Regions from separate parts of the Salmo salar genome. Here region 1 is linked to region 2. The links are chromatin contacts, called in public Hi-C maps. All regions are on one chromosome and are shown on one strand. Each heading gives the region's core, a stretch centred on a gene start, on an enhancer-like site or on the middle of the called end of the contact. The rest is flanking DNA. Distances are from core to core; before and after follow the strand shown. Region 1 overlaps fancb (FA complementation group B). Region 2 holds the start of LOC106582099 (G-protein coupled receptor 143).

What was found. Hi-C and Micro-C count contacts between places; a contact is called where the count stands out from the background.
Region 1: a Hi-C map of blood shows a contact between it and region 2, with 2.5 times the contacts expected there. The contact joins the enhancer-like site here to the promoter of LOC106582099 in region 2. A contact is called at or near these places in 2 of 3 Hi-C or Micro-C datasets (blood and muscle).

The regions. Positions count from the first base shown.
Region 1 is chrssa21:29,534,522-29,537,963 of Ssal_v3.1, reverse strand. It overlaps fancb (FA complementation group B), which reads right to left. Exons shown (of 9, transcript XM_045704656.1): 9 at 2,239-3,442. The coding sequence ends at 3,029. Among protein-coding and RNA genes, the nearest start is that of fancb, 8.4 kb to the right of the region's middle. Within about 2 kb of position 1,898, at least 3 of the 13 cell types and tissues checked have an H3K27ac peak or open chromatin away from gene starts, as enhancers often do.
Region 2 is chrssa21:29,487,075-29,490,519 of Ssal_v3.1, reverse strand. It overlaps LOC106582099 (G-protein coupled receptor 143), which reads left to right and starts at 1,731. Exons shown (of 10, transcript XM_014164843.2): 1 at 1,731-1,922; 2 at 2,252-2,532; 3 at 3,052-3,161. The coding sequence starts at 2,274. LOC106582097 (ankyrin repeat and SOCS box protein 9) reads right to left here and starts at 586. Exons shown (of 7, transcript XM_014164840.2): 1 at 205-586. The coding sequence starts at 298.

The DNA.
Region 1 (3,442 bases), core at 649-3,148, 47 kb before region 2:
TACAGAAAACATAGCTGAGCCATAAAGGGAAGAGACACAAAGCATTCTCAGCTACTAACCAGGGAGGCAGGTGTAGACCTTTGCCATCCCGTTACCTCCTAAAGTTTCATTCTGAACACACAGTGTTTCACACTTCAGATCAGAGTAAGAAGTCCGTCTCTCCCAGTGGGCACAGCAGCAGCAGCGTTTCACAGGCTGCCGGTCTGAGGGGAGAGAGGAGTAGCTATTACACACAGATTAGAGGTGTGAAGCACAGAAGGTGGTCCAAGGGAGACATGCATTCACACGCGCACACATTCATACAGTGCCTTCAGAACGTATTCACACAACTCAACTTTTTCCACATTTTGCTGTGCTACAGCCTGAATTTGAAAGGGACTAAACATATATGTCACTGGCCCACAGACACTACCCCATAATGTCAAAGTGGAATATTGTTTAGACGTTTAAAAAAAAAAGTATTTTACCAAATAATTAAAAACAAAAAAGGAGAATAAGTACTTATTCAACCTCTTATGGCAAACCTAAATAAGTTCAGGAATAAAAACTAGCTTAAGTCATAAGTTGTATGGACTCACTGTGTGTAATAATAGTGTTTAACATGATTTTTTAATGACTACCTCATCTCTGTACCCCACACATACAGATAATTGTAATGTCCCTCAGTCGAGCAGTGAATTTCAAACTAAGACCACGGATGTTTTCCAATGTCTCACAAACAAAAAAAGCAGACATTGAATCTCCCTTTGAGCAGGGTGAAGTTATTACACTTTGGAGGGTGTATCAATACACCCAGTCACTACAAAGATACAGGCATCCTTCCTAACTCAGTTGCTGGAGAGGAAGGAAACAGCTCAGGGATTTCACCATGAGGCCAATGGTAACTTTAAAACAGTTACAGAGTTTAAATGGCTGAGGATGGATCAACAACATTGTAGTTACTCCACAATACTAACATAATTGACAGCGTGAAAAGGAAGATGGTACAGAATACAAATATTGCAATAAGGCACTAAAGTATTACTGGAAAAAAGTGGCAAAACAATTCAGTTTTTGTCCTGAATACAGTGTCATGTTTGGGGCAAATCCAATACAACATTACTGAGTACCACTCTCCATATTTTCAAGCATAGTGGTGGCTGCATCATGTTATGGGTATGCTTGTAATCATTAAGGACAAGGGAGTTCAGGACAAAAAAAGAAAACGGAGTTAAGCACAGCCAATATTATACAGGAAAGCCTGGTTCAGTGTGCTGTACCACTGGGAGATGAATTGACCTTTCAGAAGGACAGTAACCTAAAACACAAGGGCAAATCTACACGAGTTGCATACCAAGAAGACAGCAAATGATCCTGAGTGGGTGAGTTACAGTTTTGACTTAAATCTGCTTGAAAATCTGTTAAGACTTGAAAATTGTCTAGCAATGACCTACAACACATTTGACAGAGCTTGAAGCATTTTGAAAATAATGGGCAATAATTGTACAATCCAGATGTGCAAATCTCTTAGAGACCTAGCCAGACTCAAAGCTGTAATTACTGCCAAAGGTTATTCTAACATGCATTGACTCAGGGGTGTGAATTCTTATGTTAGTGAGAAACATTTGAAATATATTTTTTAAACTGTCATTATGGGGTATTGTGTTTAGATGGATGAGATGTTTATTTTGTCCATTTTAAATTCAGGCTCTAACCACAAAAAATAATAATCACAAAGGGGTGTGAATACTTTCTGAAGGCACTGTATGCTGCTGTTCTGCTACTTCAGTAGAAATAAAGCACCATTGGTTTTGAGGTGCTAATAAAAGGAAGTGAAACTATTTACTTGTTGTGAAGCGCCATAACCGACTAGGCTGAGCCCCTTCTCGAAACAGAAACTACTGTAGAGAGCAATGCTCCACCCCATCAATGCTGACTTAAATGAAGAACAAGCTTGAAGAATTTAAATAACAATAAAATGGGCAGATATTGTACATACCAGGTGTGGAAAGCTCTTAGAGACTTACGCAGAGAGACTCACAGATATAGTCACTGCCAAAGGTGATTCTAACATGTATTGAGTAAGAGAGATACTTAGGTAAATTAGATTTCTGTATTTCATTTAATACATTTGAAACAATTTCTCAGAACATTTTCACTTTGTCATTATAGAGTATTGTGTGTAGATGGATGAAACAAAACATATATTTAATCAATTTTGAATTCAGGCTGTAACAAAATGTGGAATAAGTCGAGGCGTATGAATACTTTTTTTAATGGACCGTACATCTGAGGAACTATAGGTACAGGCAGGTTTACAGTATGAGAGATTAACATAATAATTACAGTAACCTACAGGGTGAATTGCATCTCAGGTTTGTAACTTCTCATTACTAATGACAATGCATAAGGTAGCACTCAGTTCAACATGGCATAAGACAGTGATCATCTGGACTGAATCTCAACATTTCATTGATAAAAGGAACATACAGAATATTAGAAACCAAAAGAAGGTAACCATACAATCCTGTAGAAGACATAGAAATAAAAAGGAACTACACTGCACTGTGGCCAGTTTATTAGGTACACCACCCCATTCACAAAAATGGTCCGCTCCTACAGACAGTGAGTCACGTGCGCAGTACAACGGCATCTCGGAATGCACAACTCGTCGGTCCTCTTCACAGATGGGCCATTGCAGCAGACGACCACACCGGGTTCCTCTCCGATCATCTAAGAACAAGAAGTGGCTCCAGTGGGCACTCGATCAACACTGGACAACTGAAGAGTGGAAGAACATTGCCTGGTCCGACTAATCCCGGTTCCTGTGGCGTCATGCTGATGGCAGGGTCAGGATTTGGCGTAAATAGCATGAGTCCATGGTCCCATCCTGCCTGGTGTCAACGGTACAGGCTGGTGGCGGTGGTATAATGGTGTGGGGAATGTTTTCCTGGCACCCGTTATGTCCCTTGATACCAATTGAGCTACGTTCCCATGAACCGAAGAATTTGGGCTGGCCACTGAGTGTGCATGTCAATGCATTGCAAGGCTAAATTAGTGTCTGTGTCTCTAGGAGGGCAGCTACATCTCCTTCCAGCTGTACCTGGGTTAGGCTCTGGGTCAATCTGCGATAGCGCTCCACGCCCACCAGGGGGCTCAACAGCCTCCTGCTCCTCTCCCTGTCCCGCTGCCACTCCTCCCTGCACCTCTGGAGTCCCTCAGCAGAGCCTGGATCAGGGGGCTCCATCTTCTTCACTCCACTGCTCTTCTTCCCCTCCTCCATCTCCTCTTCCTCGCCATGGAGCAAAGACGACATGCCCTGTTTGAGTGACAGTACCTCTTTCTCCAGGGAATGGGCCAGTCGTGGTGCCGTCCTGTCTCCTCCCCGCTGTCTGAGGGGCAGGATGGAGCAGGATGCTGGCAGGAAACCAAACAGGGAGTCGAGGAACTGCAGCACCTTGAA
Region 2 (3,445 bases), core at 482-2,981:
AACAACAATTACATTTACATTTTAGTCATTTAGCAGACGCTCTTATCCAGAGCGACTTACAGTAGTGAATGCATACATTTCATACATTTTTTTGTACTGGCCCCCCGACCATAGGATCATTCCCAGATACAAACATTCATTGGCCAAAGCATAGATATAGACAAGTGGAAACTTTTAGTGCATCTCACCAAGCAGTCTACTCACCACTCATCAAAGGGTTGGAGAGAAAAACAACGGATCCAGTCTGGGTAGCATTGTTCCTCGGGTTGTCACTGCTGTGTCCTGTAGCCGGTCTCATTGTTGACCTATAGAGTTCCCCAAATCAGACGGCAGTCTAGTAGTCTGTCTTGCATCATTGGTTTTGTAACATCAGCAACTGGACTTTGACCTGTCGCTGGTGTCAACACTTATCTGTACCGTCTGTTCCTGAACTGTTTTTGGATGATTTCGACATCACATCCCAACTTAAAGCCTGTGATGTCATTTCCCCTCAGCTTCAGTCTGCCCTGCAGGAAGTGGTTTTGAATGCATTGCTGGGCTTGTTTTTACAGTGCATATCGTGTTCATTAGACCCAATTGTGGGCAGAGAGAGTGAGTAGAATCCTGTTGAGCAGATCTGTAACTTGACACTGTCATCACAGACAGTTCACACCCATCACCTCCAGCTAAAGAGGGAGGGTTAGAGGGAAGGAGGAGGCTTGAGTAAGAAAGATAGAGGGGGGGGGGGGGCTGGAAAGATACATAGGAGATGTGCAGGTACACACTTGTTTTTGTAGTTTGGGTAATGTGTCAACATCCTGACTGACACTTTTCCCTTGGATACAAACTGTAAAGCCATGCTTTAAGTGGAGGACTTTTCCATGCCTGGTTATTCATCAGCTGTAGTCAGAGTTTACATGCAAGTTTCCAAATATCCAATCAATTTTTGGAAAGAAATTCAGTTCAAAAAGCTGGCTGGATAGGCTTATAAATACCTAAACTTTACAAGGAGAAATTCCAGGCTCACAGAGTTATTTGCCAGAAACCAATTTATGCTCCCTACTTTTTCCATTTGGAGGATAAGCTGTTGTTTTACAGAGGAAACACGCCAGAAAGACTTACTTACTTACTTACTGCATTGTCTGGCATAGATAAACTAGCATCCGGTTCGCCATGAGAATAAACTAATTATCCACATAAGTTAGTTGATTTTTAAATACCCCAGAATTGCTACCCCACATTAACATTATCGAGGCAAACATTTGACAGTGAGAAAACACGGCAAGGCACTCCTTAGCATGCACATTTTGTGACATACATTCTTCATGGATGCAACGTGATTCTCCAATGAAAACATTCTCTACGTAAGTTATTTTATCCACCACCAGATGTCAGTAGCAGATAGGTTTGTTCATTGAGAGAGAAGGAAAGAGAAGAGAGAGAAATTCAAAAAATTCTAAATCATAATAGCCTACAATTCACTATCATGTTGATATAATCCCTGCCACTGTAAACCTAAAACACACGTTACTTTGTGCCTTGTCAGAGAAGGTGCATGGATTAGAATACCACTGTATAAACCCACTGAATGTCCTCTCTGTAATCAATGCATATTCATAGCTCCATTGATCCACAAATCATTTGTACAACGGTTCACCTGCTTTTCTGGTTCTTAGAGCTGGAATGTAGCAGCTCCTCCAGCTACTCAGGTCAGGTGCTGCACAGTGGGCTATCAGTAGGCTATTCATAAATGATCTGTCTGGACAGGGTATGGCTTAGTAACTTTGTTACTCTATTTCAAATTCCTAATGTAGCCTAGCTACATTCAAACCACTCCAAACAACTGCATAGTATCAGATGTTCTTGTACAATTGGTAAAAAAGTTTGCATACTGTGCATTTCATATTTTCCACTAGGACTACAGCATCTGCTATTTATTAAAGGTATGATTCAGTATTTTCCTGAACACACATTTATACACTTAATTTCCACGTTTTCTCACACTCATAATGCAATTTATACTTAATATTATAGAGGCATGGACAATTTTGTGGAAACATTTAACTTAACAAAAAGGAGCCTAAGCCTTTTTACTACAAATGTTGAGCAACATTCTTATGTGGCCTCTTACCAATGTGGGGCAGTTAAACCCTGACTGGAAGGATTAAATAGAAGCACATGATGAACCAACCCGTGATTTTCACTTGAAACAGACCTCATGCCACGGACTAAATTTATGAATTTAACTTTCCTTTCTCCCCTGACGCCGTAGCCTGCTTCTTTCCATCGAGTCCATGATGGCATCCCCAAGGCTGGAGACGTTCTGCTGCCCAAACCGAGACGCATCGACCGAATTTGTCATTACTTTTCAGCCCCTCTTCTTTGGCGCCATTTGCATCGGTAGCGCAAGTTTAAGTTTGATATTTTCTATTTTACAAATGTTGCCCAAACGTAGGGGTTACAGGCGCCTTGGACAGTACCCTCTTCCCAAACCAGCTTCTTCGTCGAGAATATTGTTTATCATCAGCATATGTGATATACTGGGATGTGCAGGTAAGGCTATATCCCGTTACTTTTCATCAACACCTTGCGCGTCACTGTCGATACCATGGAGAATTTAATCAAAGTTGTAGGCGTACACCACGTTTGCAATTGTGTCCCTCTACTTTATTGTACAATTTTAGATTGTTTATCATAGCTTATGACGGAACCAGATATTGTAGCTAGTGAAATACAATTTATGCATTAGGCATTTTGCAGGCCAATAGGTCTCACATATCATCAGTCAAAGAATGGATTGTTAGCCTACTAGCTTGATTTTATAACAGGCCTGGGGGTCTCACTGCAATCATTACACAAGGACTGAGAGGAGAATGTGTATGTGGAGGAGCAACGGATACACACACAATTGTGATTGTGATACAGCCTGGAATCGAACCAGGGTCTGTAGTAACGCCTCTAGCACTGATATGCAGTGCCACTCGGGAGCCCCCCTCATTGACATCCTGTAAAACAGATCTTTATAAGATGGTCAGATGTTTTGAGAGGTCTTGTTGTGTTTGTCTCCTCCAGGTATCATAGTGAGGTCATCCATCTGGCTGGGCCTGCCCAACCTTGTCAGAGGGATCAATGTGGCCAACAACAGCGACATGTGGCCAGAGGTGTTCTGTGTTGGCAGTGCAGTATGTATGATAGATGTTTTCTTGACCATGTGACCTAACCAAGAAAACCGTCTGACCTAGCAGAGGAGACAAATTTGAGCTCAGCAAATATACAGTACTGGGAGTAACAGGCTACCAGATGATATGATCTTACATTTGAAACAGTCACTTGCATGACAAAATGGTGGTTAAAGGGATACTTTGGGATTTTGGCAATGGCGCCCTTTATCTACTTTTCCAGAGTCAGATGAACTTGTGGATACCATTTTTATGTCTCTGTGTCCAGTATGAAGGAAGTTAGAAGT